5 separate regions of the Mus musculus genome follow, and all the other regions are linked to region 1. Evidence: chromatin contacts called from public ChIA-PET, HiChIP or PLAC-seq and promoter capture Hi-C data. All regions are on one chromosome and are shown on one strand. The core of a region is the stretch at or near the end of the contact, and the rest is flanking DNA. Distances in the headings are between cores, read along the strand shown. Region 1 holds the start of Ccin (calicin). Region 2 holds the start of Melk (maternal embryonic leucine zipper kinase). Region 3 holds the start of Hrct1 (histidine rich carboxyl terminus 1). Region 4 holds the start of Hint2 (histidine triad nucleotide binding protein 2). Region 5 holds the start of Ccdc107 (coiled-coil domain containing 107).

What was found. Promoter capture Hi-C pulls out the DNA fragments that hold promoters and counts their contacts. ChIA-PET counts read pairs in DNA pulled down with a chosen protein or histone mark. HiChIP or PLAC-seq counts read pairs in DNA pulled down with a chosen protein or histone mark. Capture Hi-C pulls out chosen DNA fragments and counts their contacts.
Region 2: an RNA polymerase II ChIA-PET map of memory CD8 T cells shows a contact between it and region 1, with 20 read pairs. The contact joins the promoter of Melk here to the promoter of Ccin in region 1. A contact is called at or near these places in 1 of 39 promoter capture datasets (pre-B cells), 1 of 484 Hi-C or Micro-C datasets (embryonic stem cells) and 2 of 115 datasets of contacts at active chromatin or transcription factors (embryonic stem cells and memory CD8 T cells).
Region 3: a contact with region 1 is called in a FOXA1 HiChIP or PLAC-seq map of pancreatic cancer cells. The contact joins the promoter of Hrct1 here to the promoter of Ccin in region 1. A contact is called at or near these places in 4 of 39 promoter capture datasets (the 3T3-L1 cell line, 3T3-L1-derived adipocytes, embryonic stem cells and 1 more), 5 of 484 Hi-C or Micro-C datasets (the G1E-ER4 cell line, embryonic stem cells, liver and 1 more), 8 of 115 datasets of contacts at active chromatin or transcription factors (astrocytes, embryonic limb bud, embryonic stem cells and 3 more) and 3 of 9 other capture datasets (adipose tissue, embryonic stem cells and macrophages).
Region 4: a promoter capture Hi-C map of liver shows a contact between it and region 1. The contact joins the promoter of Hint2 here to the promoter of Ccin in region 1. A contact is called at or near these places in 1 of 39 promoter capture datasets (neural stem cells), 3 of 115 datasets of contacts at active chromatin or transcription factors (bone marrow-derived macrophages, embryonic stem cells and memory CD8 T cells) and 2 of 9 other capture datasets (adipose tissue and liver).
Region 5: a contact with region 1 is called in a promoter capture Hi-C map of neural stem cells. The contact joins the promoter of Ccdc107 here to the promoter of Ccin in region 1. A contact is called at or near these places in 1 of 39 promoter capture datasets (neural stem cells) and 1 of 115 datasets of contacts at active chromatin or transcription factors (extraembryonic endoderm stem cells).

Annotation. Positions count from the first base shown.
Region 1 is chr4:43,982,132-43,984,831 of GRCm38.p6, reverse strand. It overlaps Ccin (calicin), which reads right to left and starts at 1,328. Exons shown (of 1, transcript NM_001002787.2): 1 at 1-1,328. The coding sequence starts at 1,237.
Region 2 is chr4:44,299,568-44,302,267 of GRCm38.p6, reverse strand. Melk (maternal embryonic leucine zipper kinase) reads right to left here and starts at 1,351. Exons shown (of 18, transcript NM_010790.2): 1 at 1,196-1,351.
Region 3 is chr4:43,725,868-43,728,567 of GRCm38.p6, reverse strand. Hrct1 (histidine rich carboxyl terminus 1) reads right to left here and starts at 1,370. Exons shown (of 1, transcript NM_027511.1): 1 at 458-1,370. The coding sequence starts at 1,206. The coding sequence ends at 877.
Region 4 is chr4:43,655,106-43,657,805 of GRCm38.p6, reverse strand. It overlaps Hint2 (histidine triad nucleotide binding protein 2), which reads left to right and starts at 1,361. Exons shown (of 5, transcript NM_026871.1): 1 at 1,361-1,447. The coding sequence starts at 1,367. It also overlaps the pseudogene Gm4748.
Region 5 is chr4:43,491,929-43,494,628 of GRCm38.p6, reverse strand. It overlaps Ccdc107 (coiled-coil domain containing 107), which reads right to left and starts at 1,264. Exons shown (of 6, transcript NM_001037913.2): 1 at 1,093-1,264; 2 at 870-1,021. The coding sequence starts at 1,198. It also overlaps Rmrp.

The sequences.
Region 1 (2,700 bases), core at 79-2,578:
TAGGGATGCTCATCTTCCCCGCCAAGCACCAGGCTTCCTTGCGTTCATCATAGCGATAAATGTTAGAGACGTACCGGCGTGGGGCAATGCTCCCACCCACTGAGTAAACTGTTCCCCCGCAGGTCACCATGGTGTGGAAGACAAGCCCAATGGGCAGGTCAGGTAGCTTGGTCCAGGAGTTGTCGTCCATGTCATACCGCCACGCTGTCTTCAGTCCTGAAATCTGCTCAGTGGTGCCACCGGATATGTAGATGTAACGGCCAGCAGCAGTGGCACTGAGCGCGGCTGCCCGGTATGGCATCTCTGAGAGCTTCAGCCACAGGTTCTCCTGGATGATATAGGCAAACACCCCATCGTTGAACTTACCGTGGGCCTTCTGGCCACCCAGGATGACCACCGAGTCAAGCAGGGCCCCTTTCCGCTGGTAGCTCAGCAGGCTGCACGGGCGCTCCTGCTTGCGGTCCATCAGGACACTTTCGATCAAGGTCGCGTGGGCAGAGTTGTTCTCCAAGCCAACCAGCTTGTTGCTGGCAAACATCAGCGTCTTGTTGGAGACCGCATTGAGATTGATGTAATTGAAGAACTTCTTGAAGTATTTTTCCCGCTCCTCCTTCCGGAAGTACACCCAACTGATGAGTGCGCTGAGCGCCTGGTCCTCGTTGAGCACGTGGAGGTTTTCATCCCGGAGCAGGCGACCGAAGATGACGGGTGGGCAGCGCATGAAGTGCATAGAGCCCTCGGGACTGGCCCAGAAGTGGAAGTTGTCACGAATGCCAGAGTAGGCCAAGTCTGATACTTCTTTGAGCTCGAACAGCTCAGCCAAGAAGAGGTAGCGCAAGCAGTTGACGCGGCGAATAGACTTAATAAGGAAGTCATTGCAGTGAATCCGAAGGCGTGGGGTATTGAAATACTGTGCGCCCCGGAGCAGCTCCTCCACGTTCTGCTCTGAGATCACCACTTTGCCGCTGTAGAAGTAATCCAGGAGCTGGTCCACCGTGGCTGGGCTCAGGTAGTTGGGGTCGATGGTGATGTAGAGTTCATCGGTGGTCTTCATGTCGTTGCTGGAGATGAGGCTTTTCACTAGTGGAGAGACGGCAGCCAGCACGTTGCGATGTGCGAAGAAGACATGATGGTCCACAGTCAGGGCCATGTCCCAGTACTCTTTACGCTTCCTCTGTTTGTTCAGGTTTTGCAGCACAAAGCTGTTGTAGTTTTTCTCTGTGAATTCCAGTTTCATGGTGCTTCTTGTTGGCCGAGACAGAAGATTCGTAGCAGGTACCGGAGGGCAGACTTTTCCAGGCCTTTGGGGTTTGTACTGATGGTTGTTTGCAGAGCAGCTGACCAGAGAGGAGTGGGCGTGGGAGAGAGGGTGACGTCATAGAATGGATGAGGTCATCATAATGTAGCCCCCTCCCCGCCCCCAGGCCTTTCTCTCCCCAGAGCTTCAGAGGAAGCTCTGGAATGGGGCCACGGTGTCCCCCTGGGCCTTTCAAGTCACAGTCCTCGGCTTCGCCGGGAATGTTCGAACTGGTTTGGGTGGGGCAGAGAGCAGCTGTGGAGAGGGAAAATTTAGGGTGGGAGGAGAGGTTACCATGATCTAGAAGCCTCCCTTTTAACCAGAAGGCTGAAGTCCTGCTGAGGAAGGACTCCCCCTGTCACAGAGGCAGTTAGAGGCAGAGCAAACCTGGAACTCCCACAGTGTGGGGCGTTACAACCCTTTCACCCCTTCAGGAAGTGGGGACCAGACAGTTTTCATGGTTCAATTCTTAGGCCCTGAAGGCCCTTTTTTCTACCAAGGTTCCTGGACGTCTGAGAAGACAAACCCTCTGGCTTCTGATCTCTGTAGTCAGAATACAGTTTTCATGGAGAAGTGGGTGACACTCACTGGAGCAGAAATGGAGGGGCCAGCCAGCCCTAGGAAGATGGGAGGACTTGGAAACGCCAGTACCAGGTTTCCAACCTCCCATACCAGGTTTGGAAACTTCCCATACCAGGTTTCCAAGTATCTAGTAAAATGCTGGGGAAATGCCTGATTCGGCCTCTCCACTCCGAGTTTCTTAGACCAGTTCACTCAGGCCTCAGATTCCTCTTCTGTGAGATGAGAATACTCGCTTCAAAGTGCAGCAGGCACAGCGCTTAGCTTACAGCAAACGTTCCAATAAATGCCAGTTCTTGTTTCTTAGTTGATATAACCACAGCTGTGGGCATCCCCGAAGCCCTCGACGGGTTATAGGAGCCTGCTTCGGCCGCACGGTGGCGCTGCAGGGTCACCTCCTGGCCAGAAGCACGCCGCCTCCGTGCTCAGCTTCTCCAATGGCGTAGAGAGGAAACTCACCCGCCCCGGGGCGTCCCTTTCTGCCTGCTTTGTCCCGCCTAGGGCTCCTTTGTGTAGGAGCGACTCTGAAACTCATACGTCTGGACCCGGGGCTCACAGTGTGGCAGACCCACACCTGTTCTCATTTTACAGATGTGGACAGAGCCCGGCAATGGTGTATGACCAAAGCCACCCTGGGACCTCTTAGGAAGAACCGTGCCATATGGTCACTTGTACTGGTCAGGAGGACCTGACTGCAGACCCCATCTCCACTGTGGGCTCCAAGCCTCACTCCAGACCTTCTGGTCCTCCTGAACGCCCCTCCCAGAGTGACTGTCAGCTCCATACCCACCACTCTCCAGCCCTCTTGCTGGCTTGGATTCTCA
Region 2 (2,700 bases), core at 102-2,601, 320 kb before region 1:
AGTTAGAGGCCAGCTTGGACTATACAGTGAGTCCTCATAAAAGGCAAACTGAGGGTATTTTGCTACCAGTATGGTGTTATTTGAGCCATGCTATCACTTACTACAAAACACATTAACTTGCCTCTCGTGCTCATTGACACTGATCTGGTCATTTCAGATGAGAGTGCAGAATGGCTTACAACCTGGCCTTAGAATACAGTTGAGTGGCGGCACCCTTCTGCTCCTTTGCGGAGATTTCTGAGAGCAGCAATAGAGGCATTCATTCCCAAAAGCATTTAGGGACTAACCTGTCCATCTAGTTGGTTCATAATAGATAAAAGGGACAGAGCCACTGTTTCCACGAAGGTGTTTAAGAAGAAACAGAAGCCAAAACATGAACAAAAGTTGGGACTAAATTCTCTAGCCAACGTTTCAGACCCCTCTGAAACCCTCTCTTCCTCCTCCTCCATTAACCACAGAAATCTACCTAAGGTGAGACTAGAACACTCACTACCTCACCTTAGTGTGAGCTCCTGCCTTGGGATGAGAAGCAGGGAACTGCTCCCCTCCACACCCTTCTTGGCAGGAGCCACCTGGCTCCTCCATTTACTGCTATAGCCTCTGGGCGTCCTTACAATACGAGTCTCGGGCCACTTGCTTTAGAGGTGCAAGGTGAGGAAGGATTTGGGCTCTACAAAGGGGTTACACACATTTCTCTTTTAACTGGAATACCCCAGAAAACTGAGTTGAAAAGTGTAAGTGCCTCAAAGCCCATCTCTGAATCGCTTTTGCAGACAGTCAAAAGCACTGAAACAGAACTGGAAATTCCCATTATGGGAGCCTCCGGGGCGTCAAATGCTCTGTCAAACTTTATCAATTACCCGCTGAGCGGGGAATGGGGAGTGGGGAGCGCTCACGCCTGTATCTCCTGCGCTCAGGAAGGTAAGGCAGGAGGATCCAGAATTCAAGGACCACTTTGGCTACAAAGTGAGTTCGAGACCAGTGAGTTCAAGACGCAAGATACATCTCAGAACCCGAGACAAAAAAAAAAAAAAAAAAAAAAAAAAACTACCATCCACCATCTGTGAAAGCCAGGGTCGAAAAACCTAGACGTTCTCACAGAGAACAGTGCTGATGGGTGGAACCCCAGGGAAACTCCGTCTCCCGGCCACGCCCCACGAGGCCCAGAGTGCGGCCCGAGGACGGAAGAACTGACCTGAAGGGCAGCGGGCCCAGCAAGGACCGAACAGGACCGAACAGGACAGAAGGTGAAGCAGCCGGCTGCAGAGTCTAGCAAAGCCGGAACAAGTCGGTGGGAATTTCTGCAGGATTCAAGTTCCAGCAGCTTCCGCCCGCCAAAGGAATCAAACCTCGCGGGCCGGAAGAGGCGGGGCCCAAGGGAGCCCAGTCCCAGGGAGGTGGGGCGGGGCCGGGAGAAAACTGGGCGGAGCGATGGTGGGGCGGGGCGAGATAGGCTCAAACTTTTGATGGGATACTAAATGTGTAGGATGTCAAATGCTCAGGATCGGTGATGGTGAAGACTTTAAGATACTGACTTAAGCCTCAGTACATGGGAACGCCAGGGCCAAGAAGTGCGAGTGGGAGGGTAGGGGAGTTGTGGGGGGGGGAGGGTATGGGGACTTTTGGGATAGCATTGGAAATGTAAATGAAGAAAATACCTAATTTAAAAAAAAAAAAAAGATACTGACTGAAGACTTAAGGCCTTGCCTCCTTCTTTCTTTTTTTTTAAGAATATTTTTATTTTTTTAAAAATACCATTATTCTTCGACACTTTCATACACGTATACAATGTATGTTGATCATATCCACTTTATTCTCCCTTCTTGCTCCCCACACCACCCAAAACCCTCTCTCATCTTCACTTCCTTTTTTTTTTTTAATAGTTTGCCTTTACTAACTGCAGTGTGCATATCTCATAGGGACAAGGAAATTTTTTCCAGAAGACATTGACTTGCTAAGTTTTCATATTTTAATCCCAGCACTTTGGAGGCAGAGGCAGGCAGATTTCTGAGTTCGAGGCCAGCCTAGTCTACAGAGTGAGTTCCAGGACAGCCAGGACTACACAGAGAAACCCTGTCTCGAAAAACAAAAACAAAACAAAAAAAAAAAGTTTTCATATAATTAAGTTTTTTATGTTCTTAATTTTTCATTACATTCATTTATTCGAGTGCGTGCTTGTGGGAAGGGGGGCACGTGTCACTTCACACCTGTGGCAGTTAGAGGACAACTTTCAAGAGTTGGTTCTCTCTTGCCACCTAATGGGTCTAACTAATCAAGTCAAGCTGTCAACTTGGTACCAATTGCCATTACCCATTGACCCCTCTTTCCCCTGATCTTTTTCCCCCTTCTGGTTCATGGGAGGGCTCTCCCTGGCCTTGGCTATTCTAAGCAAGAGCTCTAACATTGTGCCACTTTTCCCTGTGCATCTCATAATTCTTACTAAAATCTGTTGCTATAAGTTATAAAACCTTAGGAACTAAATTAACTACCCATCAAGATGCTAGCAATGTGGCTCATGGGTAAAGATACTTGCCACCAGCCCTGAAAACCTAAATTCAATCCCCAGAAATCTGACTTCCTCATTTACCCCTCCCTGCAAACAAATACAGAAATGATTTTTGGAAAAAAAGAAAAAGAAAAAAGAAAGAAAGAAAAATTCAATGCGCCATAAACACCCAGTATGCCAATAGAAGTATTTTT
Region 3 (2,700 bases), core at 121-2,620, 260 kb after region 1:
CATTCCATTTTAAGGAAGGAAAAACTGAGGCTCAGGCCAGGCACATTCTCTTGAGGCCACCCGGCATGCCAAGCAGTTAACTGTTCCCTCCCTCTGGTCTTATCAGCTGCTACTGTGCATCTGCAGACAGGCTGGCTGGAGACTCAGAGTCTGCATAAGAATCCCTATTCAGTCCCCAAACAGACACTGAACCCAGGGTTGGTTCCTGCTCTGGACCAGGCTAGGAGGAGCACTCAGGCAGGGTGCTCCGAGAGCTAGAACCCAGGCTAGGGGTCTCAACTGTCCCTTCTCCAAAGCTCTGGGCCGTCCACACTGAATTCTTCCTCAGAGCTTAGGCGGGGACCACCTACTTCTCTCTGTTCCAGACCCCAGGCTCAGCTCCTTCCAGAAGAGTTCCCAGGGCCCTCATGACTCCCTCCCTCCCACTGTGCCACAGTCAAGAACCAGTTCACACAAAAAGCTTCCTGGTGGCTTTTATTTCTTACAGCCAAGCAGCAGTGAATGCCCGTACCACAGTCTGCCCCTGGAAGCTCATCACAGGGCCTCCCCAATCAGAAGAACTCTCCATCTCCACCTGGGCTCTGGTTCTGCCAGATACCCTTGTTACTTCCAGGGTCACCAGGAGTTGCAGTCACAAGGTAGGAAACTCAGCCAGCCCTGCTCGAAGCTCAAGCCCCACATTGTGTAGAGGGCCACCCAGGTGGGTCTCTGTTGCACATAGGGAGAAGGGCTCATATGCAAATGAAACCCAAGCAGGACCAGGGTCCCAGTACCCCCCTTCATCCCAGAGGCACATCCTTTTCCGTGGCAGCATCAGGATCCACTCATGTTGCTGCTGGATGGAGGGCAGAGCCAGGTAGATGCTATCTATTGGCCTCAGCGGCGGGCTCCATGAGCATGGTGGTGGCGGTGGTGGTGCTTGTGGTGGTGGAGACGATGGGGAGAATGGTGATGGTGGTGGTGAACGCCCACACTGGTCACCCCGGTCACATGGTGATGGTGGTGATGGTGAACAAGTCTTGGGAGACGCAGGCGCCGGCCATGGAAGAGTCGAGGCCGGGCTTGTCGGACTCGGTTTCTCTCCACGTCATGCTCCTGTGATCTGTGGAAAAGGCAGAGGGCCATCAGCCACAGCAACATCAAAAACGCCAGTGCTGTGCCCGTGATCCAGCACACAAGGGTCGTGTTCCCCAGAAGGCCTAACATCTGGAAGCCAGAGGATCTCTGCACTTCACTCAGTGGCTCCCTTCAGCAGCCTCTGCTCAGCCCTCACAGTCACTGAACTCAAGGGTGTCTCGGCTCCTGCAGACTGGAGAACAGCCAGGGAATGTGGGAGAGGTCTGTTTGGACAGGCTTCTCAACAGCCAGAGGCTGTTTGGAGTAGGAAGGGGGAGGCCGTGAAGGAAGAGTGGGTGGAGACCAAGGAGCTGTGGGACTGGCTTGCTTAAGGGGAGGGCCTGAATCAGGGATATGAGGTCAATATTCCATCTATTCCTGCCTCCTGGCAGAAGGAGGGCCCTCCTCTGGGCTTCAGCTTTTCTCCTAGGAACCACTGTATGGAGATTAAAAGTGTAGGCTTAGGATGCACACGATTCCCTAGCTCCGCGACTATCTGTAGCCTGCAACATCCTCTGCTGCTGAGGATCAGTGAGTTAGCCCAAGTCCTGTGAATGTCAGTCAGGGATGGGTGGAGCCTGATGAGGGCCACAAGCCGTTCATCATCCAGGGATGCTTCTCCTGTTGGGTATAGGAAGCCAGAAGGCTTGTCAACTTTGGGTTAACAGGAAGCAGAAAGGAAGCCACTTGAGGTCACACAGGTCAGCCCCTTATCTCCCCGGTCAACAATGTCAGTGGATGGCAGTCCCGTTGCCCTATCATCTGCCCTGTCACAAAGCTCGGGTCATTCCTACCTGCCTGGGAACTTGTTTGGTGACCAGAATGTGCACAGTCTTCCATTCTCTCGTTACTGGTTCTAAATCCTCTGGCCCCCTAGTCACCAAGGATGAGGCTGGGATTCAGGGTGTCCCCAGCATCTCTGTTGTACGCAAGCGGACTGGGCTCCCCAAAGCCCAAGCTCTGTGGCCAGGGTCCTCAGGGGTCCTTCAACCCATTCCTCAAAGCTCCTTCTGGAGAGTGCTCAGCCCCCAAACCTCAGACTGGCTCCAGCTCTGCAGTAGCTCCACTCTGTAAAGTTGGTCAAGGCCCTTCCTCGAGCCCACCGTGTCCTCTCTGGAGATCCCACAGCAGAAGCAAACTCCAGGGACACTCCCCTGCTCTAATCCCAGTCACAGCTGCTTTCTCTGACATCTTTACTGAAAAGCTGCCACAGCAGCTCAAAGGGTTGTACATCACCTTTGGCCAAGCTGGTTTCGAGGGAGGCTAGTCTCCAGAGGCTTCCTGGCCCTCTGGAGAAGTCACTTGAACTTTTAATGAGGCTTGTATAGAGAACTCCTCCTGCAGACTCCTGGGGCTTTGGAGCCAGCTGCCTTCCCTAGAGGCACATTGAAGAAAAAGTCCTATGGGAGCTGGTGGAGAGGGGAGGAGGGAGAAGGGAGGAGGGAGAGGAAAGGGGCATGAAGAAGGGAGCATTAAATGGATAACTTTACAGGAGTTTTCCAAGGAGATGCCCACCCCACACAACCTGGAGACTACCCTGCAATGTGCAGATCTGAAGACTTTCAGTCATTCCTAAGGGTCCCT
Region 4 (2,700 bases), core at 112-2,611, 330 kb after region 1:
AGCCTCTAAAGATATAATAGTAACTTACCTTATTGTGCCAGACCAGAACTCTCCAGGTGGTGAGTATTTAGAGGGGTGGGAGTGAGGGGATACTAGTGTTTTTTTGAGACAGAGTCTTGCTGTGTAGACCACACTGGCCTGGAAATCATGAGTGATCCTCCTGCCTCTGCTGCTCAAGGGAAATACTGTGTTTCTTATTTCAAAACATGAAGCAGAACTGGCGAGATGGTTCAGTGCTTGCTATACTTGTAGAGGACTTAAACTTGGTTCACATCAGGAGGCTCACACTATGTGTATGTAACTCCAGCTTTAAGGAGGCATCTTTGGCACCCTCTTCTGGCCTCTACAGACACCCACATGGGCTTGCACATACACCCACATGTAAACAAATAAATCTTTAAGGGCTGGAGAGATGGCTAAGCAGCTAAGGACATATACTGAACTTGGAGAGCACTGGAATTCAGCTACCAGCACATACATCAGGTGGCTCTCAACAGCCTGTAACTCCAGCGCCAGGACATCCTACGCCTTATAGCATCCATATGCACATAACCCACAGGCGTATACACACACACACACACACAATTTTTGTATTTAAAAAAAGTGTATACAATCAGACCTGCCTCACTGAAAATGCTGGGCACAGAGGTAACGATACCACCCACCATTTATGAAGTGGAGAAAAGAATAACGCATAGTATAACATACATCCTCACTCGTTTAAGGAAAAAAAAATGCCCTGAAAACTGATGTAAGTGGGAGCAAGAACAGGAAGAAATTGATCTCGATTTTAAAAAGATATTTTCATACGATATGTTTTAAATCTTTGCAGTGGTCCAAAGGCTGAAATTGTTAAGAAAAGACTGGGTGCCTACCCTACAGATTTTAAAAAAAAAAAAAAAAAAAAAAAAGGTCCCAATTCACCTTGAGTCCCGCCCATGTTCTTCGGGAGCCAATAAACACCGAATGTCCTCAGAACCCCGCCCTCCTGACCAATGCGGAGATGGGTCTGCGCTACTTTTAGCCTTTTGTACAGCAGGTGGCGAGGCCCCGCCCTCTTCACCCCCCTTACCCCTCAAGAGGGGCCAGAGCTAAAAGGGACAGGCCGAGAACGAGCGCTTGGTCAAGGTGGCGAACCTGAGTCCATTAGGAGAATATCCCACCCCCAGGTTTAGTCCTTCCAATGGAATGGGAATGTATCTCAGAGTGAAACTGCGTAGGGACCCAATGGAAAAAGAGTTTTCACGCTACCAAACAAAAATTGGCCCTGCGTTCGCAGAGGCAGCCAATGAGATGTACGACGGGACCCGCCCCCCAGCAGGCCACGGCCAATGGGGCTGCGCCTGCAGGCGACACTCTCAGGAAGATGGCTGCTGCTGTGCTGCTGGCCGTGGGCTTGCGCGCTGCGCGCAGAACCCTGGCTGCCGCGGGGGCCCGGGGGGCGCAGGTGAGAAGCAGCCAGAGGGACGAGGGGTCTTGCAGGCACTGGCGCGTTCCGGGCCCGGCACGCGCAGCACTCATCCCCGCGGAGCCACTGCCTCGACCAAGGGTCAAATTCCGGGACTCTGCGGGCGGGCAGGTCTGACTCCAGTCCCGGAGAGAAGCGATCTGCCTGCGACCGCTTCTGGGAACAGCCGGGGGGCGTCTCGGTTGAGATGGAGCGTGTGCTGCTGTCCGGGAGCCAGCTCTCGGCTTACCTCAACCGTGCCCCTTGCAAGAAGTGAGTGCTCCCTTCTGGGAGCTAGCCGGCTGTCTTCCTCGGACCTCTGACCCTATAATGTGCACCAGTTTTGCTCCTTCATCTTTCACACACCACCACACGCAGCAGCGATTTCATTGACCCCACTGTTTTGCTTCAGTGTCACACACTGGCTCCAGCCCTCTCTGAACCGGTGGGAAACTGGGATATCCCTACCTATTATCCCCTCAGGTACAGCCTAGTTCACTTAGCTGAACTCTTCCGTAACTCCGCTGATTCACATGACTGGAACCGAAAGTCCAGTGTAGAAGCCAAGCATGGTGGCGCATTCCTATAATCCCAGCAATGTGGGAGACTGTGGCAGCAGAATTACCAGGACTGCGCCAGCTTGGCCTGCATAGAAACACTAACAGGAAAGCTGCACAATAAGATTTGACACCCAAATGAGAAATCAGCCAGTGTCAGGACAAATACATTAAATCAAGTAACAAGGCTTAAAGATCAGAAAACGTGTAGTAGAAATACGTTAAAAACAGTAAAGAGTTTCATTCATGCTTTGAAGTTGTCAGGGGCATTCATCTGATGTATGCAAGGGTAGCGTTGGAACTGAGGCCTCAATGTTGTCTTGCTTTGGGGAACAGAGTCTTATGTATCCCACACCAGCCAAGAGTCTCTAAACGTAGCCAATCCTCCTGCCTCCCTGACCTAGGTGCTGGAATTACAAATGTACGACTCCACACCCAGGGGAAAACCTCACTCTTGAAACTGCCCTTCTGGGTCTTCTTACCTGGGTAGTGCTAGATTTCTCAGGCACTGTTACAGGAATCAGTTGCACTCCTAAGTCCCGCATAGGAATCACTGCGTGTTCTGTAACCAGGTCCACCATCACCTGGCCTACTCTTCAGGCTCTGAAAGTCAGGAATTTTTCCTTGGAGTGAAAAGCACTAATAGGTTCTTAGAAGAATGGTGTTAGTAACACTCAGAGCCCAGCATCTTCCAAC
Region 5 (2,700 bases), core at 15-2,514, 490 kb after region 1:
GGTAGATAAAGCACAAGCCTCCTTCAGAACCTTTAATTGGAAAGTGGGTTATCATAACACCGTGAAACTGTCAGCCGCCATGCCTACCTCTCTTCCACGGGTCCCGCTCCTCTTCTCAACTGCTTATGTATTCTTCTCCATGCATAAGACAGAAATACTGGTCTCGAACTCACAAGAGCTGTTCCTGCCTCTGTCTCCCCTGAATGCTGGGATTAAAGGCGTCTAACACTACGCCTGGGTAGAATTTATTAATCTATCTTTAAACTCCAATCTTCATCCTAGCCTGTCAAGTCTGCCTGGCTCTTTAATCTCATCTAGTTTTATGTTACTAATTAGTTCAGCCTCTATTCCCCTGTGCAAGTAATTGACCAGAGTTGAAGATAAAGCACTGGGTGGTAGGTTCCACTTTCCATGTCAACAGTTTCAAAGTAATCAGAATGTACAGTCAGTTCACATTTCAGGGTTTCCTTCCTAAGGAGAGCACGAAACGGCTTGGTGTCTGGTCCACTAGACACTCTGTTGCTGCCGCGATTAACTCCTTGGGCCAAGGTTGGAGCCTCAGCAGCAACTTCTTTTTTTGCATACTGACACTAGTTGGGTTAAAACCCCACTTACATCAGACACTAAGTGGATGAGCTCCAGATTGAAAATCGATCGTCACTGGAGAGAGGAGTAAAAGTAACGGTTTCTACAATTTCTCAGCCCCCTACATCCATTATCTCTCTGGATCCTCGAATGCCCCAATAATGTGGAAAAACCAAGGAACGAGCCTTCATTTTACAGGTAGCCGGGAAGCGGTTGTTCTTGGTACTGTAGCGGCCCCAGGAGATTAAGGCCCAGGGCTCCCACAACCCACCGCCATACCGCACCTGCAAACACTTGAACAGCACAAAAGCCACGACGGCCGCGGTGTACAGAGCGCCCAAAGACAGCGATCCGGCCCGGGCTCGCTCGCGCTGATCCTTGGGTGGCGGCTGCCGCCGAGGTTCGGTGGTTCCCGGACTGACCTGGGAGCCCCGTTCTGTGGATTAAAGCCATCGGTCAGTTTCTACTAGGCAGTCCCAGCCTCCCTCCAGCAGCTCTCGCAGGTACCTGGGTGTGCCCCCAGATCGGCGCTGGGGCGCTCCCCAAGGACTCCAAAAGGCGCAGACACAAGCAGCAGCCCCAGAATACTCAACACGGGGCCAGCGCCCTCCATGCCTGGCCCACCAGAATCGCACGCCGGGTACCCCGCGTTCCAGCGCTGGGCCTCCGGCCGTAGTGCGCACGCGCAGGAGACCACGCCTACATCGGGGGGGCTGAGTCCCTTAAGGCGGCCACGCCCATCTCAGGATGGGTTTAAGCAATATTTGCATAAACCACGCCCACCTAGCGTTCCTACATTAATTAATGACCTATCTATTTATAGCTTTCTTAAACAATTATGTCTCCAGAATCTTTCAGGATAAAGTATCATGCCTAAAACAATGGCTCATTGTTTTTCTACCTAGAGAGACCAATTTTCTCACCATAACCAAAAAATTAAGCCTGTTGTAGAGTCATAAATTAGTCGCGCCTAGAAGCTAAGGCAGCTCGCTCTGAAGGCCTGTTTCCTAGGCTACATACGAGGGACATGTTCCTTATCCTTTCGCCTAGGGGAAAGTCCCCGGACCACGGGCAGAGAGTGCCGCGTGCACACGCGCGTAGACTTCCCCCGCAAGTCACTGTTAGCCCGCCAAGAAGCGACCCCTCCGGGGCGAGCTGAGCGGCGTGCAGCGGGGCGTCATCCGTCAGCTCACATAGTGACGCAGGCAGTGCGACCTGGCTCGCACCAACCACACGGGGCTCATTCTCAGCGCGGCTACACTTTTATTTATTTATTTTTGTTTGTTTGTATTTTGGTTTTTTGACAGGGTTTCTCTGTGTAGCCCTGGCTGTCCTGGCACTCACTTTGTAGACCAGGCTGGCCTCGAACTCAGAAATCCTCCTGCCTCTGCCTCCCGAGTGCTGGGATTAAAGGCGTGCGCCACCACGCCCGGCCACTTTTATTTCTATACAACCTTCAGAGCCAGATGTGAATGTACTAATTAGGAAATCAAGGTCACCCTTTCCTAAGAAAAGAAGAAAGAAAACGGAGACAAATCTGAATTCCTAATTTATTCTTTAATAGCTGTAATTCTTTTTTTAGACTGCTAGTCCAAAGAGAGCAAGACTGTGGGTTTTGCTTTTTTGTTTTTTTCCATTTTACTGTCCGAGCCTAGTCACTTGTTGCTAGGGGAACTTGAGGAAGTGAATGAAATTAATGAATGAATGTTCACAGCGACTCAAAAGGCAAATATACAACTAGGTCCTTCTGGGTCTCATGTAACCTGGGCTGGCTTCATTCTCATGTAGCTGGAGCTGGCCTAGAACTCCTAACCCTCCTGCTTCCATTTCTCAAATGCTGGGATTATGTAGTAGCAAGCACATAAGATTCACAGAGCTGCCAGATGTGGCACCACACTCCTTTAATCCCAGCAGTGGGGAGACAAAAGCAGACAGATCTCTATGAGTTCAAGGCCTGGTCTACATAGTGAGACCCTCTCTCAAAACCGAACAAAAGGAATGAAGACTGAAGTGTGGACACTATGCCCCTCCTTAGATTTGGGAACAAAACACCCATGGAAGGAGTTACAGAGACAAAGTTTGGAGCTGAGATGAAAGGATGGACCATGTAGAGAC